Regions from separate parts of the Arabidopsis thaliana genome. Here region 1 is linked to region 2. A link is a contact called in public capture Hi-C data. All regions are on one chromosome and are shown on one strand. The core of a region is the stretch at or near the end of the contact, and the rest is flanking DNA. Distances in the headings are between cores, read along the strand shown.

What was found. Capture Hi-C pulls out chosen DNA fragments and counts their contacts.
Region 1: a capture Hi-C map of root shows a contact between it and region 2, with 4 times the contacts expected there. A contact is called at or near these places in 2 of 26 Hi-C or Micro-C datasets (callus and root) and 1 of 3 other capture datasets (root).

The regions. Positions count from the first base shown.
Region 1 is chr3:16,515,674-16,519,397 of TAIR10.1, forward strand. LAS1 (lanosterol synthase 1) reads right to left here and starts at 2,095. Exons shown (of 18, transcript NM_001339194.1): 1 at 1,972-2,095; 2 at 1,661-1,877; 3 at 526-720; 4 at 236-325; 5 at 1-137. The coding sequence starts at 1,849. AT3G06975 (a long non-coding RNA gene) reads left to right here and starts at 2,394. Exons shown (of 1, transcript NR_141294.1): 1 at 2,394-2,786.
Region 2 is chr3:16,136,014-16,139,511 of TAIR10.1, forward strand. It overlaps FAR5 (fatty acid reductase 5), which reads left to right and starts at 1,563. Exons shown (of 10, transcript NM_114323.4): 1 at 1,563-2,122; 2 at 2,497-2,600; 3 at 2,703-2,908; 4 at 3,013-3,113; 5 at 3,208-3,403; 6 at 3,492-3,498. The coding sequence starts at 2,047.

The DNA.
Region 1 (3,724 bases), core at 845-3,344, 380 kb after region 2:
CAACTTCTAGCTGATTCCATGGCTCCATCTCCACCGTCTAATTCTTCCCCCATTAGTCTCAGTGCTACGTATGAGAGCACTGTACAAAACATGGTGCTATTCCCTTCTACGTGTAGTCCCCATCCTCCATCCTTGTTCTACACGTTATATCTTGTTCAAGTTAGGGCTTTTTTACCAACAAATAGATTGGTTCTTTCACTACAAAAAGATTCAATATGTTTTCTTGATCTGAAACCTGATGGTTATAGAGATAACGACGAATCTCGATTTGATGTTGCGCAGTTAAAGTTCCATCCAAAACTTCCGTCACATATAAGCCGATCACCTGCGACAAAAATCATTACCGGTGTATGTTATGTAAGAACTTTCTTTGAAGCTTTTCAAAACCTTGCACTGTTTAGTGTACAATCGCATTTTTTTTGAGGTTATTGTTACAAATTTCACATATATCATATCTATTTTTTGACACCACACATTTTTGTTTAAGAATTTCAATTTAGAGAGAAAGAATAATTAAAGAATTACCAGAGCAGGCAAGAGAAACAAAGGGCCACCATAATCACCAGGCCAAAAACCATCTTGTGATTGAAGTATTGAGTAGAATCTCAAACTTCTTCTTAATGTAACATTCACCACTTCTTCATTTATCAATCTTTCTTCCCCCTCTTTTACTTTCACTTGTGGAAGTCTCTCCATTCCTTTTCCTTTCTCTTTCCAACACTATACGTTCAAGTTCATGTTTATATTTCAATCCAGTATTGGATAAAGATTTTCACTTTCTTTTAATTAAAATCTAATTTTCTCTAATTATACTTTAATAATCTAATAGCCTTGGAGATTAAGCTAATTTTTGTCACCGTTCATTTTTTTTTGTTCTTATTAATTAAGCTAATCTCATAGCCCATTTTGTTTTTATTCATAGCCAATCGTACATCTTTAAATTCGTTTAAAATCACAACCACTATTTTAAAGAACAAAGTATTATTTGAAATAGAAAAAATTATACTAATTACGTGATATTCACATTTTTTTGTTGTCAAACAATTTTCAAATCCTATCTTATCATATGTTTTGTCCATATATGTCTACATAAATGACACGATCGGATCTTATTTTCTGAAACCCAAATAAGAAGTAAAGAACAATGACTTTGACTAAAAAACGTTAAATCTCGGCCTTACAGAAATGTTGTAAACATGAAAGAACAAAATAAGGATGTGAGTGTTTTTATGCAGACTTATATGACTTTAAAATCACTAATGCATGATGGGATAAAATATCATTTTAAAGAATTTTTTTGTTTCTTAAAGTCTTCAAAACCTTTTAAAGTCAATATTCTAGTCACTCCCAAAATTAGCTGGCTTAAAAAAAACTAAGACATATCAAAATATAATCGTCTCAAATTTTGAAATGTTCTATAGCCTTTACAGCTTTAATAAGTGACCTTTTACATGCAACTGTGGATCATGTGTTGTAAAAAAAGTAATCTAAATTTCACAGTTAGAAATATGCTAGCCATGATTTATAAAACTAAGTAATAAAATTATCAAGTTTTGGGTGCACAAAATAAAATAAAATTTTATCAAGTTTAAAATCTGAATTTAAGATAGTTGCTGCTGTACCAATATGCGTTATAAGGAAAATGAAAAAAAAAATGTACCTGAAAACGGTAGAGAAGATCAGAACTATGCTTAGAAGAAAACCGATTGAGAGTAAAGTTGCTACGAAGATGGTTAATGTGATGTCTCTCTTCAGAGGTTCCAAATTGGTTATCATATTCCCAAAACTGTCTTCCAACATGTTGATTCACGCTCTCTTCGTCTCCTTCCGATAACTTTAACCTCCACATCTCTTTCTTTATCTATCTCTCCCTCGATCTTGAATGTGAGATTCTTTATATTAATGTTTAAAATAAAAAAGACAGCTCAAGAAGGCAAATCTATATGTGTTCAAGAGACGTAATGGACTCACCAATGCCGTGAAAAATCTTGTTCACGTTGAAAGCAATGAAGCATGCAAGAAATTATGGATTTATTATTTAATCTAATTTTTTACGTGTAACTTATAATGTATATATGAAATTGTTAAATCACTGAAAGTGTTTTTGGTTTATATATGTGTTGTGATTACCAGATTTTATATAAGCAAATCAATGATTAAAATAACAATATGATCATTTTGTTGACGTATCAATCACCTATTTTTTGACGTTAAGTGCGAGATTGACCTAATAAAGACAAATTAGATTTAAAGGGATCTGTCACATGGAAGATAAAAGCATCTGTCTGTATTCACATGAAATAACATTCTCAATTTTTTTTTTATGTCGTAACTGAATAGCTGAGTATTCTATTCACATAAATTCCAGAATTAGGTTAGATTAATATTAGTTTGTCACCGACGGTTTTCGAGTAATGCAAACCCGGGAGTTCAAAGTAGGTCGAGATTAAAGGCTAAACTGAAGTTTAAATATATAGCCACATTGAGAAATGAAATGAAAAGAAAAGAAGCGTAGTCCTAATTAGGCAACTTCATCGAAAGACCGCCATGTGAAAATTGGAGGTCGTGACCGTCTCATCCGGCTTCCGGTGAGTTGTGCTTCCCAAATATTTCAACTGACACAAAAACTCGGTTTCAAGATTGACAGCAAAATTGTTGGTTGCCTCTTCCACAATGCCTAGTTGGCCATAGAAATTAAAATGATAGCTTTCTCGACATTTTAGAAGAGGGTCTTACTGTTAGTTTTGAAGTCAAGTTTTTTTTTGTCGACTAAAATAATTGAAAGCACAGTTAACTGGAAACCGAATACGGCTACCAAGACAATCCAAATTTCTCATAACAGTCTTTGGATGAATTTGTCTTTCGATGAACAAAACTATGATTATTGTAAATTTTATTTTTCTCAATCAATTTTTTTGGTCTATTGTTTCTTTTGTAAATGGATGTGAAAACATAGTTTTCTTTTACTTGGTTTGCATAGAACATTTACATATAAAAAACTACTCGATTTCTCTCTACTTACTGATGGTAAGTTTGTGGAACTTATCCACAAACTTCATTGACCAAAAAGATCATAATAACTTCAAAGTAAGAACAAGAAGTTATACAAACAGCTCATACAGTATTCATGCATCTTATCTTCTTCTTCTTTTTTAAATGTTATATCTTACTTAAAATAAAATAAAAATTGGTTTTTTTTACAAAAATAGATGATAACATCAAGTTTATTTCTGTATAATATTTTGTTACCATTTAGTGTTACTGATTTTCTAGTAATAATTATTTATTTTTTCAAATATTTTATTCTCTCTCTATTGTTTTGTTTTTGTAAATGGATGTGGACAAATTATTTTCCTTGACTTTATTGATATAGAAGATTTACATACCAAAGATATTAAGTACTCCATTTCTTTCCTAAACTTACTGACCATAAATATTATAATAAATTCAAAGTAAGTAAAAATAAGAATACAACTAGGTAATATGTTTAATACATTTTATCCAAAGATATTCATGAAATCTTATCTTATTTTTATTTTATATTCTATCTTACTTACAAAACTATGACAAAATGGACTTTCTTACAAGTATAGATGATAACACCAAACTAGGGGATAATCGGGGGTACGACCGGGTAATATATGACAGCTAATATATTTCGGCTATCAAAAAATCAACTTATGTGTCATCAACTTGTTATGTGATTATAAATATAATAAAAACT
Region 2 (3,498 bases), core at 313-2,812:
CTTTGATACAAAATGAGGGAAATCAATTTTGAATAAAAATGGAGCATTTATTGGTATGGCCGTACGATGTTACAAGCCGCGTAAAATGTTTTTTGATAAGTCACAAAACACTGTCGTAACAATTTGATAAAATCAAACTGACCACCGTTGATTACGTAGGAGAGCCACATGGGCTCCTTTGAAACTTATACCACATGCAAAGGAATAAAAGTCCTTTAGTCAAATATACACATGTATTATGCACAAAATTTATATCAATCAGAATTCAATATGTACTATTGAGTATTGGAGCATGAGTTTTTTTTTGTTCTTTTACTGTTGTTGCATATTGACCTATATTGTTGACCCATATTATCTACTATTTATAGATCTACCAACATTAGGAAAATGGAATTAAAGTTATTAGTTTTCTCTATATTTTAATGAATAAATAGAAACACATAACCCCGCTTCTAAGAATAATAACTATTTGTTGGCCTATATTCGTCCATATATTTCATATGTACATATCTGTATGTCAAAGTAGTTGTAAAAAAAAAAGCTAACGTATCATTCTCTAAACCAACACAGAAATTAGTTTTACAATTTGATAATCCTTGGAATAAGAAATTTAAACATTTGTTCCTTAAGAAACTCAGTTTCTTTCCATGAGTTATATGCTTTTAATTTATAAGGTAACGAATATATAATCTCTTACGAAAGAAAAAATCCTAAAACAGTTTCAGACTTACTAAATTTAATAAGGAGTGCTTATATTACTCTTACACTAAATTTTCTTAATCGACCGACTTAGAGAGAAAAACTTACAAAAATTGAAAATTTTCATACAGATTAATTGTATTAATAATAAAATTTTATTCAAAAGAATAATCACTAATTCTAACCACCGGTATTAATTAAAAAGATAGTCAAAATTTGGTAGTACTATGCTGATGATACCCATTTACTAAACTCACCATTCAAATTTTGTTCTTTCCTTTTATATTAATTAACCACACTTGTTCAGCTTTTTCATTCTGATCCAATTTTTCCTTATGTACCGTCCATCATATTACAACCATTCGGACCTTATACATATATAGTTCTTCTTATTATAGAATAAATTACTTTCACAGTTTCACGTTAAACCAAAACAAAATGTACAAATACTCGTAAAACATTTAATTGATCAAGCATAAATTCGTAAACTGTTTTTTTTTCTTTTGATGAAAATAGTGTAAGGCAAGTTTAATACATTAAATATTACGCATAGTCGGTGATTCGTCTATACATATAAAAGACTTGGAGCCGAACAAATAGATTGTGTTGTTTTCAAACAAATTGCCCAAAATCTTGCAAGTAGAAAACAAAACTGTACCGAGTCAAAATCTGTCGTCAGCCGGCTATCAAGAACTTTTCTTTTACAAGCCCCTTCTTAGTTAGCTCAAGCTGGCATATCTATAAATTTATGATGTATGATTTTATTTTTGTTATATATATATTGTACGGATTAAAAATGTACGGATTTAAATCTAGAAAATAAAAATAATCTCGTTATGAACATTTAATTAACTGATAAACATTCTCAGTGTTTTCTTCTTTCAGATTTTATTCAGTTTTTATAACCATACTTTAAATTAAACCTTACAAAGAGTTTGATACAAACAAAGCCAAAACTAGCTTTGCAAAAAAACCAAGTTTTTCAATGCACTAAAAAATATCTGCCAAAACACCATGGAGCTCCGATAAAAGGGTCTTCGACTTGATTGATGTAACCAGGATCAAAGTTGTTTTTTGCACTTTAAATTGTTTGAAACTAGTAACTAATATAAATAAAAGACTTCTCGCTAAATTATGGCAAATTTTCTTCTTAATATATTAAATTCTGATCATATAAGGTCAGAGGACATTGGACAGATATTGGTTTTGTTTATTTTGTTAGGCTTATTGGAGGAGGGTACAATAGACTTTCTTGCAACGTCCTTAGCTGCTATAAATACTCTTATACTACAATGGGTATATTTGCCTCATTAATAACTTCTTCCGAATTAGACCAAAGTCCAGACAATGGAACTCAATTGTGTTCAATTTCTTCGAAACAAGACGATTCTTGTCACCGGAGCTACCGGTTTCCTTGCGAAGGGTATGTCTTAAATTTCTGCTAATTTTTGTTAATTATTCAAGATTTGTTATAGAGTGTTAATGACTTCGTTAGTGCTTTGGCAACACAGTTTCAAATTAATAGTGACATATAACATAAGATTTCGTCAAAAATCGTGATTGCTTTTGATATCTCCTTTTTTTATATAACAACAAATGTTCAATGAAGATACTTATATATTATTGATTTTTTCATACAAAAAAAGAAGAAAAAAGAAGAAGAATATACGTATAAAATACACGATATTAATAATTAAGATGTAGTTTATAACTTATAAGTAATGACTGTTTTAGCTCGTGTGATCCATAATATATATTATAAGAGGACCTATTTATATTTTCATTGATATTTCTTAGTTTTTGTGGAGAAAATTCTGAGAGTGCAACCAAATGTGAAGAAGCTGTACCTTTTGGTGAGAGCATCTGACAATGAAGCTGCCACTAAACGCTTACGCACAGAGGTTTGTGTATATACCAACTAAACCTAATTTACCACCTAATACTTAAAAGAATATATATTTGATGTTGATTCATGATCTGATTTATTGCATTAAATATAACAGGTATTTGAGAAAGAACTTTTTAAGGTATTGAGACAGAATCTTGGCGATGAGAAATTAAATACATTGTTGTACGAAAAAGTTGTTTCGGTCCCGGGTGATATAGCGACTGATCAATTAGGCATAAATGACTCTCATCTTAGAGAACGTATGCAAAAAGAAATAGATATTGTTGTCAATGTTGCAGCCACAACAAACTTTGACGAAAGGTACTAGCTACAAGAAATTTTATATACCACCTTTATAGGTATATTTTTTTATTTCTATCTCTACTTACATATAAAATTTATCTATCCATATGAAAAAAAAAAAGATATGATGTTGGGCTTGGGATCAATACATTTGGAGCTCTCAACGTCCTTAACTTTGCCAAAAAATGTGTTAAAGTTCAATTGCTTCTCCATGTCTCAACTGGTGAGTCTTTGTCAAAAAAATGTTTGCATATTCAAATTCTTTTACTCTCCATATGGTTCTTGAAAGCTTTAGTCTTACTTATGTTTTGCTATAGCTTATGTTTGTGGAGAAAAGCCAGGTCTCATACCTGAAAAACCATTCATCATGGAAGAGATTCGTAACGAGAATGGTCTTCAATTGGATATTAACCTTGAAAGGGAGCTTATGAAGCAAAGATTGAAAGAACTCAATGAACAAGATTGTTCCGAAGAAGACATTACTCTTTCCATGAAAGAACTCGGAATGGAAAGGTGAGTAGTGTTGATGATTGAAATATCCCTATATAGGTTACTCATCAGAATAGAATGAATATAATTTTGTTATTACGTTAATGATTAGGGCCAAG